Linked DNA regions of Mus musculus: all the other regions are linked to region 1. Evidence: chromatin contacts called from public Hi-C data. All regions are on one chromosome and are shown on one strand. Each heading gives the region's core, a stretch centred on a gene start, on an enhancer-like site or on the middle of the called end of the contact. The rest is flanking DNA. Distances are from core to core; before and after follow the strand shown. Region 1 overlaps Rassf8 (Ras association (RalGDS/AF-6) domain family (N-terminal) member 8). Region 2 has its middle 25 kb from the start of Tuba3b. Region 3 overlaps Gm38475 (a long non-coding RNA gene).

Evidence for each region. Hi-C and Micro-C count contacts between places; a contact is called where the count stands out from the background.
Region 2: a contact with region 1 is called in a Hi-C map of uterus, with 2.3 times the contacts expected there. The contact joins two enhancer-like sites. A contact is called at or near these places in 3 of 15 datasets of contacts at CTCF or cohesin (embryonic stem cells and stem cell-derived epiblast-like cells), 46 of 484 Hi-C or Micro-C datasets (B cells, the BV-2 cell line, the HL-1 cell line and 18 more) and 6 of 115 datasets of contacts at active chromatin or transcription factors (astrocytes, embryonic stem cells, hepatocytes and 1 more).
Region 3: a contact with region 1 is called in a Hi-C map of uterus, with 4 times the contacts expected there. The contact joins two enhancer-like sites. A contact is called at or near these places in 1 of 484 Hi-C or Micro-C datasets (uterus), 2 of 115 datasets of contacts at active chromatin or transcription factors (T-cell acute lymphoblastic leukemia and astrocytes) and 1 of 9 other capture datasets (adipose tissue).

What each region holds. Positions count from the first base shown.
Region 1 is chr6:145,791,540-145,794,721 of GRCm38.p6, forward strand. The region is part of intron 1 of Rassf8 (Ras association (RalGDS/AF-6) domain family (N-terminal) member 8); the gene reads left to right. Among named protein-coding and RNA genes, the nearest start is that of Gm15704, 45 kb to the left of the region's middle. Within about 2 kb of position 1,927, at least 58 of the 459 cell types and tissues checked have an H3K27ac peak or open chromatin away from gene starts, as enhancers often do. A contact at or near this core is called in adipose tissue and uterus, where this site is marked.
Region 2 is chr6:145,639,776-145,642,627 of GRCm38.p6, forward strand. No RefSeq gene overlaps it. Among named protein-coding and RNA genes, the nearest start is that of Tuba3b, 25 kb to the left of the region's middle. Within about 2 kb of position 1,301, at least 16 of the 459 cell types and tissues checked have an H3K27ac peak or open chromatin away from gene starts, as enhancers often do. A contact at or near this core is called in uterus, where this site is marked.
Region 3 is chr6:145,577,261-145,580,357 of GRCm38.p6, forward strand. The region is part of intron 1 of Gm38475 (a long non-coding RNA gene); the gene reads right to left. Among named protein-coding and RNA genes, the nearest start is that of Gm38475, 36 kb to the right of the region's middle. Within about 2 kb of position 1,256, at least 32 of the 459 cell types and tissues checked have an H3K27ac peak or open chromatin away from gene starts, as enhancers often do. A contact at or near this core is called in adipose tissue and uterus, where this site is marked.

The DNA of each region.
Region 1 (3,182 bases), core at 677-3,176:
CAGCAGGTTATGGCTATTTTCATCTTCGCAAAGCCTCGTCTAGGGCTGTCATGGCAAGTGGCAAGAGGGCACTCATAGGTTTGAGGCTTTGGGGACCAGGGAATGAGGACAGTCCCAAACTGATTGTGGTAATTGTTACACAATCAACTTATGCTGATTAAATGAAATGTTAGTGAACCTGAGGAACAAACTAGATAATGCGGACAATTCACTGCGCTACACTTTAAGCAAGAAAGACTGAAGGGCTGCAGGCCCCCGAGGAGGATCCTGGGACACGAACAAACATCGGTTATGTTTTTAGGATTCACAGCTTAAGCCCACTTAAATGACTAACTTGCCAGTTAGGAGTTCAGACCTTCACAGATAAGAGGCTGCTGCTGAGGGTTCTGACGGCCTTGGAGCAGAGAACTTCCTGGAAATCAGATTTATAAGCCATTAATCATTAGTATAAATCTAACTTTTATCAAGGACCTATTGTACATCAATTAAGGTTTATCAGCCACATCCCTATCAGCGACCACATCCCTAGTAGTGGAAGCCACCAGAAGGAAGGACAGAGGCAAGTAGACCTGGCGATTCTGTAGACATGCTTAACCCTTGAGGGAGCATCCTCAAGTGGAGGCTGGGGAGGACCAGACAGATGGGAGAAGGCATAGGAGGAGGGATGAGCAGTCAGGACAGGAGAGCACAGAGGAGAGGCCAGAACATTGATGCTGTGGGGTCATCCCAAGAGGAAGATACTTCAGGAAACGTGAGGGAAGGGCACACAGGAGGCACAGCCTGCAGCACACAGTTCTTGGTGACACTGTCAGCTGTGTTATCTGAGGAGAGATGGAGATAAATTATGAGGCAGAACTGTCAATGGGAATTGTGTGTTTAAAGTGTTCGTGCTGCACTCTGCTCCATTCCCCAAGTCAGCAATGATTTTATTTCCTCAAAGCCTCTCCTACTTTCTGGATGTTTTCAGTGAACATACTTTACTTTTGCAGTAGAGGAAGTTGTTTTAGGAATCCAAGGTTACACTGATGTGCAATACCCTTGTCAATGTCCCGGATACAATACTCCAAACAGGGCTTCATGAAGAAACGGCTCGCTCTCTATCACACTCCTTCTTTATGTTTTTGTGGTGAAACAAGGAACTGTTGTCAGGGTTAAACCCCTTGCTAACCAAGGCGTCTTTCCTGAATTGTTCCTTGTCATCGAGAAGCACTGTAGATCGTCCTTGAGCTTCCTGCTTGCAGCCAGATCTAGGCCTCCCCTGAAACAGTGCAGTAGACTTGTCTCACCCTTCGTAAGATGGGTGGGATATTTGGCTGAAGGCGCAGTGATAGACTAAGCTGGCTTTTGTTTTGCTTTGGTTTGGTTTTGAGATGGGGTTTAGCTATTCAACTCAGGCTGCTTTCAGAAATGTGAATTGTCTCAGCTTACATCCCACACTCCTGTGCTCTGAATCACACCACCAGTGCCCACCAGTGCCCACCAGTGCCCACCAGTGCCCACCAGTGCAGGCTCTTCCTTCTATTTGGTTTCATATATGTGGAGCCCTGAAGCAGCCCTGGCTACTTTACACTTCTATGAAGCAATATTAAACATCACTGCAGTCTTTAGCTGAGGAATGCCTGGGAGTGGCCATATTTATACAGTAAGAACTCTGGATAGCCCTTCCAACTCTGCCTTACATCTTACTAGCTTGGCAGCTATTCCACAGATCTCTATTGCCAGGAAAGTATTCCACAGCCTCTCCTCTGCCCTCAGTGATGGACTTAAGTCTGTTAGTCTCTGGTGCTGGTTCCTGTCTTCTGCTCTCTGCTGCCTGCGGTAAGGGGTGGGGAGATCTACCCTCACATCTTTCATTCCTCTAACCAGCGGCTGGGAGAGCCTTGCCAGTGTTGTCTTGCATCTTTCTAATAGGGAAGAGTGACCTCTGGTGGCTAAAACCATAAGCCCCAAAGTAACAAAAAAGCTCAGGTCACCTCTGCTTAATGTCCCCTCACTTCAGACTGTGTCAGGCACACATTCCACATCCGTGAATGTCTCTGGCTACATGTTTACCGGCTGTATCTCTTGTTACTACCACACATGCCCTGCATGCATAGTCAGCCTTAACTCCAGACCCCAGGTAGTATTCAGCTGGCACTCCTGTTTAGTGATAAATCCTTAAACCTCAATAACTTAACATGTTTGTTGGTTTGTTTGTTTTACCTGTTGACTAGAGAGCTACACTGTCTGATTCATACTCTAGCTGCAGCCTGTCTGCCCCAGCTGTCTGGCAGGTACCGGGCGGCATCCTCAGCTTGGTTGGTGTGCCATTAATGCAGCCTGGTTGTCTGGCAGTTGTGGGCTCACATCAGTCTTTCAATGTCTAATTTCTTGTGGCTCACTTTTTAAATGAGCGGTGTTAGTAACTTACAAGGAGGCCCAGACTGCTGAAAACAGAGATGAAAATAAATTCAAGTAGCAACAAAGTAAAGGGCAGCATTGCCTGTGGGTTACAGATTATCCTATAGAATGTGTGAATGGCTCATCCTTTTGTGAGAATGAAGGTCAGTGGTATGGGTGGTTTATACTTAATGTTAAAATCATTCTTAGTTTTTCCCTGTGATTAAAAGATTGTCTTATTCAAAAGATGAGAAAAACATCTTTGATTAAAAGCCATGGGGTCTAAGACATTTCTGTGGAAATATATATCCACATTGTTTCCATTTCACAGTCCTAGAGGGGGACTCAGGGCCCACATGCTTACACTTTATTTCTGTTTTAAGAAAGCTCTAGCAGGGTTCAGGAACTGGCTTTTAAAATTTACCTGTCTAGGTAAGATACAGCATTGGGTGTTTTTCACACACAGATTGTCTGTGCAGACTGCAACTCTCATGGAACAGTACTGACCCCATCGCAAAATTCCAGGCTGTCATTGAGAAACAGAAACTCCCATGGTAGCTGCTTGCAATAGAAAAGCATCATTTGAGTGAGAAATATTTCTTTTAAAAGCTAGTGGTGATTCTGAATTTGAATTTTCTCTAAAATTCAGTTCCAGTAGGTAAGTAGCTCTGGAGTTGAGCCTGGAACAAAACCTCAAGAATGCATTTCCTCCTCATGAAGCATGGGTGGTTATCAGGATCAGCTGTGTATTATAAAATACAACCCATAATACCACAAAAAGGTGGTCATCCCAGATGCCAGGA
Region 2 (2,852 bases), core at 51-2,550, 150 kb before region 1:
CTCTGTGATGGTCCCTGGGCCTAGGGGAAGGATGCAATGTACACGTTCCATTTAGCGTGGAACACTCCAGTGTCTTATTCTCTGCACTTCAGCTGGTGCTGGGTTTCCACTTTAATTGCTGCCCACTACACAAAGGAACCTTGATGAGATCTGAGAGCTCACATTTAATCTACGAATAAAGGGCCACAGACTCAGAGGTCACTTTAATACTTTGTCCACTTAGCAGAATAATAGTAGTGGCCTCGTCCCTGGGCCCATGAGCTGCCCAGCCATGGGCTCTTGAGTGAACTGATAGTAACAGGCCTGCACTTATCCCTGTGGAGCAGGGCTTAAATCCACCCAGAAAGTATTTGGTTACTCTCATAACGTCTGTGCCACTTGTGCACCAGTGGGCATAACTTGTCACACCGGTGAACTGTACAGCTCACAGGGTTCTCATCTGGTAAAGCTGTTGGTCCTCAACATCCTTAACCAAGTCTTCCTAGTAATACAGGGCTCCCCATCTTCCATGAAGGCCGTATTGCGTGCTGTCTTTTGGATCACAAAGGCTTCTGCTGGTCCATGTACAAACTTAGACCCTTACCTGGCACTGTTGAAGACAGTGAAGGGTTTAAAAAGGTAGATGTCCTCCAGTCATAAAGGCATGCCCTCCAAGGAATGTGTCCTGCCTGTTTCCTTCTCTCCTTTTCGTGTCTGGGCCACAAAGAGACTGCCTTTTGTTCCAACACAACTGCCAGCCATGCCGAGTTGCCTCCCCACAGGCTCCAAAGGAATGGAGTCAGCCAACATGGATTGCTATCTCCAAACTGTGAGCTAAAATAAGTTTTTTCTCTTGATGAATGGATTGTCTTAGATACTTTATGATAATCATGGATCATTAGTCTATTTTTTAACTTTTCTGAACTTGGGACAAGGGAGGAAATTCAGCTCTGTGACACCTGTCTGCTGCTTGTGACAGACTTCAGCCTCGTGGAACCCTGAGGTGACTGTTCTAACTTCACCTCCAGCTGTGCATCGAGCCTTGTGCAGGGTTTCAGGCACTCTTCCAGAATACCCAGAAGAAGAGAAGAAACAATCTGTTTGAAGTCTTGATCCCATGACAATGACCTGTTATTGTCCTTGTTTGTTAAAAACAGTGTCCTCTGGTGTATAAGGAAAGACATTTTTTGGAAAACGATCTAGAAGACAACCATTTATAAACAACCAAATGCCCAGAAACAAACATCTGAACACCGGCCTCTGTTACTTCATTTGTGAAGACTTTTGGCCAGCAAAAAAAAAAAAAAGCAGATTGTTTCTATAAATAGTTACAGAACCACTGCCAAGATTCTGCTCTTCCAACTGTAACCCCAGAGTTAGCTTCTCTTAGATCCGAGGTCACACCAGATAGTAAACATCTGTGTTAATGGGCAGAGCAGTAAGTCCGCAGGCTAACTGAGGGGCTCACAGGCACCTATGCAGTTTTTTAAGATTGCCTATTGGCAGAAGACAGGATTGTTTTTTCTAGAAGCATCTATGAAAACCAGCCCTCTTCTTTAATAGGAATTCCAAAAGTTATTGTCTACTATAAAATCAAAATCATGTGGGAGTGAAAATCTGTTTTCTTCCAGAAAATTCCTTCCAACTTTAACAATGTACTTGTGCAACCTCAGACTGTAACGGCAGTGTCCTGTGCTGATGTGCCAATAAAATAAATACTCCAGCTAAAGGTCTGTTCTGGAGGCTTGGTAACTGCTGTGACCCAAGTAGGAGTACATAGAAGTAGATACAACTTTTCCCATCAAGAAGAAAACCAATCAATCAATCAATCTCTCTCTCTCTCTCTTCCTCTCTCTCTCTTTCTCTCATACTCTGTCTCTCTCTGTCTGTGTGTGTGTGTGTTTTATACAACCAGGCAACTATAATGATGTCCCTTTATACAGGCATTACCTTGAGGAGGGCATCAACTATAAAGAATGGAAATAAACAAACCCTTTCAGTTGTGGAAGAGAGGATCTATTTTTATCTTGTTTTTTAGGAACAAGGGGTGGGGATGGGGGAGGGATATATGTTACTCCACCTCATTTGTGAGTCTAGGGAAAGTTATTTCCCAAAACTTCCTTTTTTTATTCCCTCACAAATGTGCTAGGTGAAATCAAATCAGCTCTGCTTCTGTCAGTCCGGGCATATAACCAAATGGCAAAGAGAAAAAAAGACTTAGGAAAAGATTCCTGTTAAAATACTGAAGAAGAGGCACAAGTCCCTTCCGCTCGACTCGAGCCCCGGGCTACCTTGCCAGCAGAGTCTTGCCCAACACCCGCAAGGGCCCACACGGGACTCCCCACGGGATCATAAGACCTCTGATGAGTGGAACACAGCACCTGCCCCAATCCAATCGCGCGGAACCTGAGACTGAGGTACATAGGGAAGCAGGCTACCCGGGCCTGATCTGGGGCACAAGTCCCTTCCGCTTGACTTGAGCCCCGGGCTACCTTGCCAGCAGAGTCTTGCCCAACACCCGCAAGGGCGCACACAGGACTCCCCACGGGTTCCTAAGACCTCTGGTGAGTGGAACACAGCGCCTGCCCCAATCCAATCGCTCGGAACCTGAGGCTGTGGTACATAGGGAAGCAGGCTACCTGGGCTTGATCTGGGGCACAAACCCCTTCCACTCGACTCGAGCCCCGGGCTACCTTGCCAGCGGAGTCGCCTGACACCCGCAAGGGCCCACACAGGATTCCACACGAGATCCTAAGACCTCTAGTGAGTGGAACACAACTTCTGCCAGGAGTCTGGTTCGAACACCAGATATCTGGGTACCTGCCCTGCAAGAAGAGAGCTTGCCTGCAGAGAATACTCTGCCCACTGAAACT
Region 3 (3,097 bases), core at 6-2,505, 210 kb before region 1:
CAGTCACCATTTCTGGACTCCTCCAATATAATAAATAATCAAAATGGCCATACAAACAATGCTTTCTCCATTCTGGTAGCTCCAAATGAGCCAAGCAGTTTCCCTATTTCCCAGATTGCTGCTCAGAATCTGGGACACCTTGTGACAGGTTCATGCCTTCAGCACCCAGGTCACCCTTTATCATCAGGACCAACCTAGCTCAGGGCAGGCAGATTCCCGCTTGCCTCTTCATGTCCATCCTAACCTTTCCCTTGCTTCCTCTCTCCTACGTGGCTCCTGGGTACTTTCTTGTGCCGGTCTTAACCTGCTGCTGCTTAAGGCCCAAGTAGGGGACACACGATGTCCTCTTTCGGGCTCTACCCTGGACTGCTATTTTAGCTCCACTTAAACAGCGAGGTGCTGCAAAGGCTGTGCCTGCTGAGACATTTATTTGTTGATGATTTATTTTTAACACACACACAAATCATGTTAAAAAATGGGGTGGTTGTGGAAATGGTTATGCTCTGCTCTCTGGCCACTTCAAATCAGCAAATCGAGTAGCAGCTTGGCCTTCTCAAGCCGGCAAATGGCAAAACCTCAGAGCAGATCTAGATCTCAGGATCCTTTTTAATAAGTTATGCTTGAAATTATATCACTTCTCCCCTCCCTGTCCTCCTTCCAAGACTTCCCCTCTCACAGACTCTCTCCCTTGCTCTCTCTCAAATGTATGACCTCGTTTCTTTAATTGTTGTTTTATGAATGCACACACACACACCAACATACATGGAGACAGACGTGTCAGGTTCTCTTTTGCCTCTTACTGTGTGAGCATGTGTGTAAGTGTACATAGGCGAGACTGCATGTGAGTGTGTCGGTACTTCACAGTTCCTGTCATTGTAGGTTTGGGAGCCAAGAAGGGCATCTTGTGGAGTCTAAGATACAGACATGTGAGACAGAAGCAGCAAGGTACTTGTAGGAAATTACGAAGTGTGCTTGAGGATGCCACAGCACACGAAGCCCTGCATGCTAGCTGATTGGCTAACTGACATGAGTTCTGTTACACATACATGCAAATACCTCTGTGAGAGAGTGGCTACAGATGAACTGACAAAGCGCCGTGTTAATTTGACCCAGAGCTTTTACTATCAACCCTGCAAGCAGAGTGAAGATGCCTACGAGGAAGCCGGGGATCCACTGAGCACACTGGCTGGGATCCTACACTAAGGTTGAATAGCACATATTGGGAGGAGTCTGTGCATGCAGTTCCCTTGCCAGGGTTACAGCCTTCCCAGGAAACCGAGCACTGCTTTGTCATGGGCTGGTGAGGCTTTCCTTGAAGCTCTTTCCCAGAGTGCAATGCTCTGCACCACACAGCACCCAGGTTCCACATCAGCAGCCAAGATTCTGCTTCTGTTTTTAGTGGTCTAAGGGTTCTCTTGTGTTCAAAACGAAGTAACTTGTACTCCGTGCTTGCTGGGGAAAGAGCAGCTGGGTTGGAGAAACAACAAATCTCTAGGGGAGTGCTCAAGAGCTGTCATACTGAAACTGAGAGATCATTCAAAGCCAGACCCCAGTCATTCAGTGAGGCGGGATAGATGGACTGCTGTGGAGGAGAGCCGACTTCGGTCCCACATACTGCTGTAACCCGCAACCCGAGAGGACACAGAACAGCATGACTGGCCAGTATACTCAGAGTTCCCTGTATGCTAGCTCTCTTCACACACTCCAAAGAACATCAAAGGCACCTTTCAAGTTCAAAAGAATTAATCAAAACAGCCTCAAGGTTCTTGACCCCATGAAAGGCGCTGCTTTCTTGGCAGCAGCCCAGAGGCCCAAAAGGCAGAGGGCTGTTGAGAATATGCGACCTCCTTAGTCTTGCCCTGATGCTCACAGAGTTTTCTGCACAATGCCACCTCCAGGTAAGGCACCAGCATTGGGAACTGCTTTGCAGTCTATTATCTACCCAGTGCTTACTTCACAACAGGTGCCGTGCAAATGACAATTCACTCAGATTTTCAATTAGTAGTAGTGGTTGGTGGATCATCCACACTACGTGCTTTTATTCTACGTTCTGAAGTTAAAGTCTCACACAAATGAGATAGCAGGGGTCGTGACTATACCCCAAAGAGTTGTGTATAAGGATTGGTACCCAGCCTCTGGAGCTACAGGAGGTCATGGTTTGCTAGGAGAATCGGATCCTGCCCTCTCCCTTTCTCTCTTTACTCCCGGACTACCACAAGGTGAACAAGATTTCTCCTTCCACAATGCATTGCTACCACAAGCTGGATGCCATGGAACAGGCAACCAGAAACTGAGTCAAAACATACCTTTCCTATTTCTAAGTTGATTTATCCCAGATATTTGTTACAGTGTGTAGCACATGAAAAAAAATAAATCAATGTAAATTTTTTATTAAGTAGTATTAGTGTTCATAGGAAAACAAAGTAGTGTAAAGGGAAAAGGGAGAGAGAGGAAGGGAGAGACAGACAGACAGAAAGGCACACAGAGAGAGAGAGGGGGAGGGAGAGGGAGAGGGAGAGGGAGAGGGAGAGGGAGAGGGAGAGGGAGAGGGAGAGAGAGAGAGAGAGAGAGAGAGAGAGAGAAGCGAGTCCCCTCTAAGGCTCTACTGAAGTCTCACCTAAGCCTAGAGGTCTGGAAAGATTTAGAAGTAACAGTGCTGTGTGACGTTACCATTTAACATGGTCAATGAATAACTCTGATTTTCTTAACCCAGTGTCTTTGACCCCACTTGTTGGAATAGAGAAAGCCTAAAGCCTCCCTCTGAAAAATAGCCAGAGATTGCCCAGGATATTGTTGGCTGCTGATAACTTAGGTATAGCCATTGCAAATACGTAAATATCACCAGAATGGATCATTTTGAAATTTTTACTCCTGTCATTTTAAATTAATTACTCTGTCATTTTACCAAAAGGTCAATGAGCAGAGATTTATCACTTTTTTTTTTACATTTGTACTTATTTTTAATTATGTACATGCGTATGTATCTATGAGTGCAGGTACCCTTGGAGGCCAGAAAGGGCATTAGATGTGCTGGAGTTGATGTAATAGGTATTGTGTGTTGCCCAGTGTGGGTGCTGGGAAGTGACCGTGGGTGTTT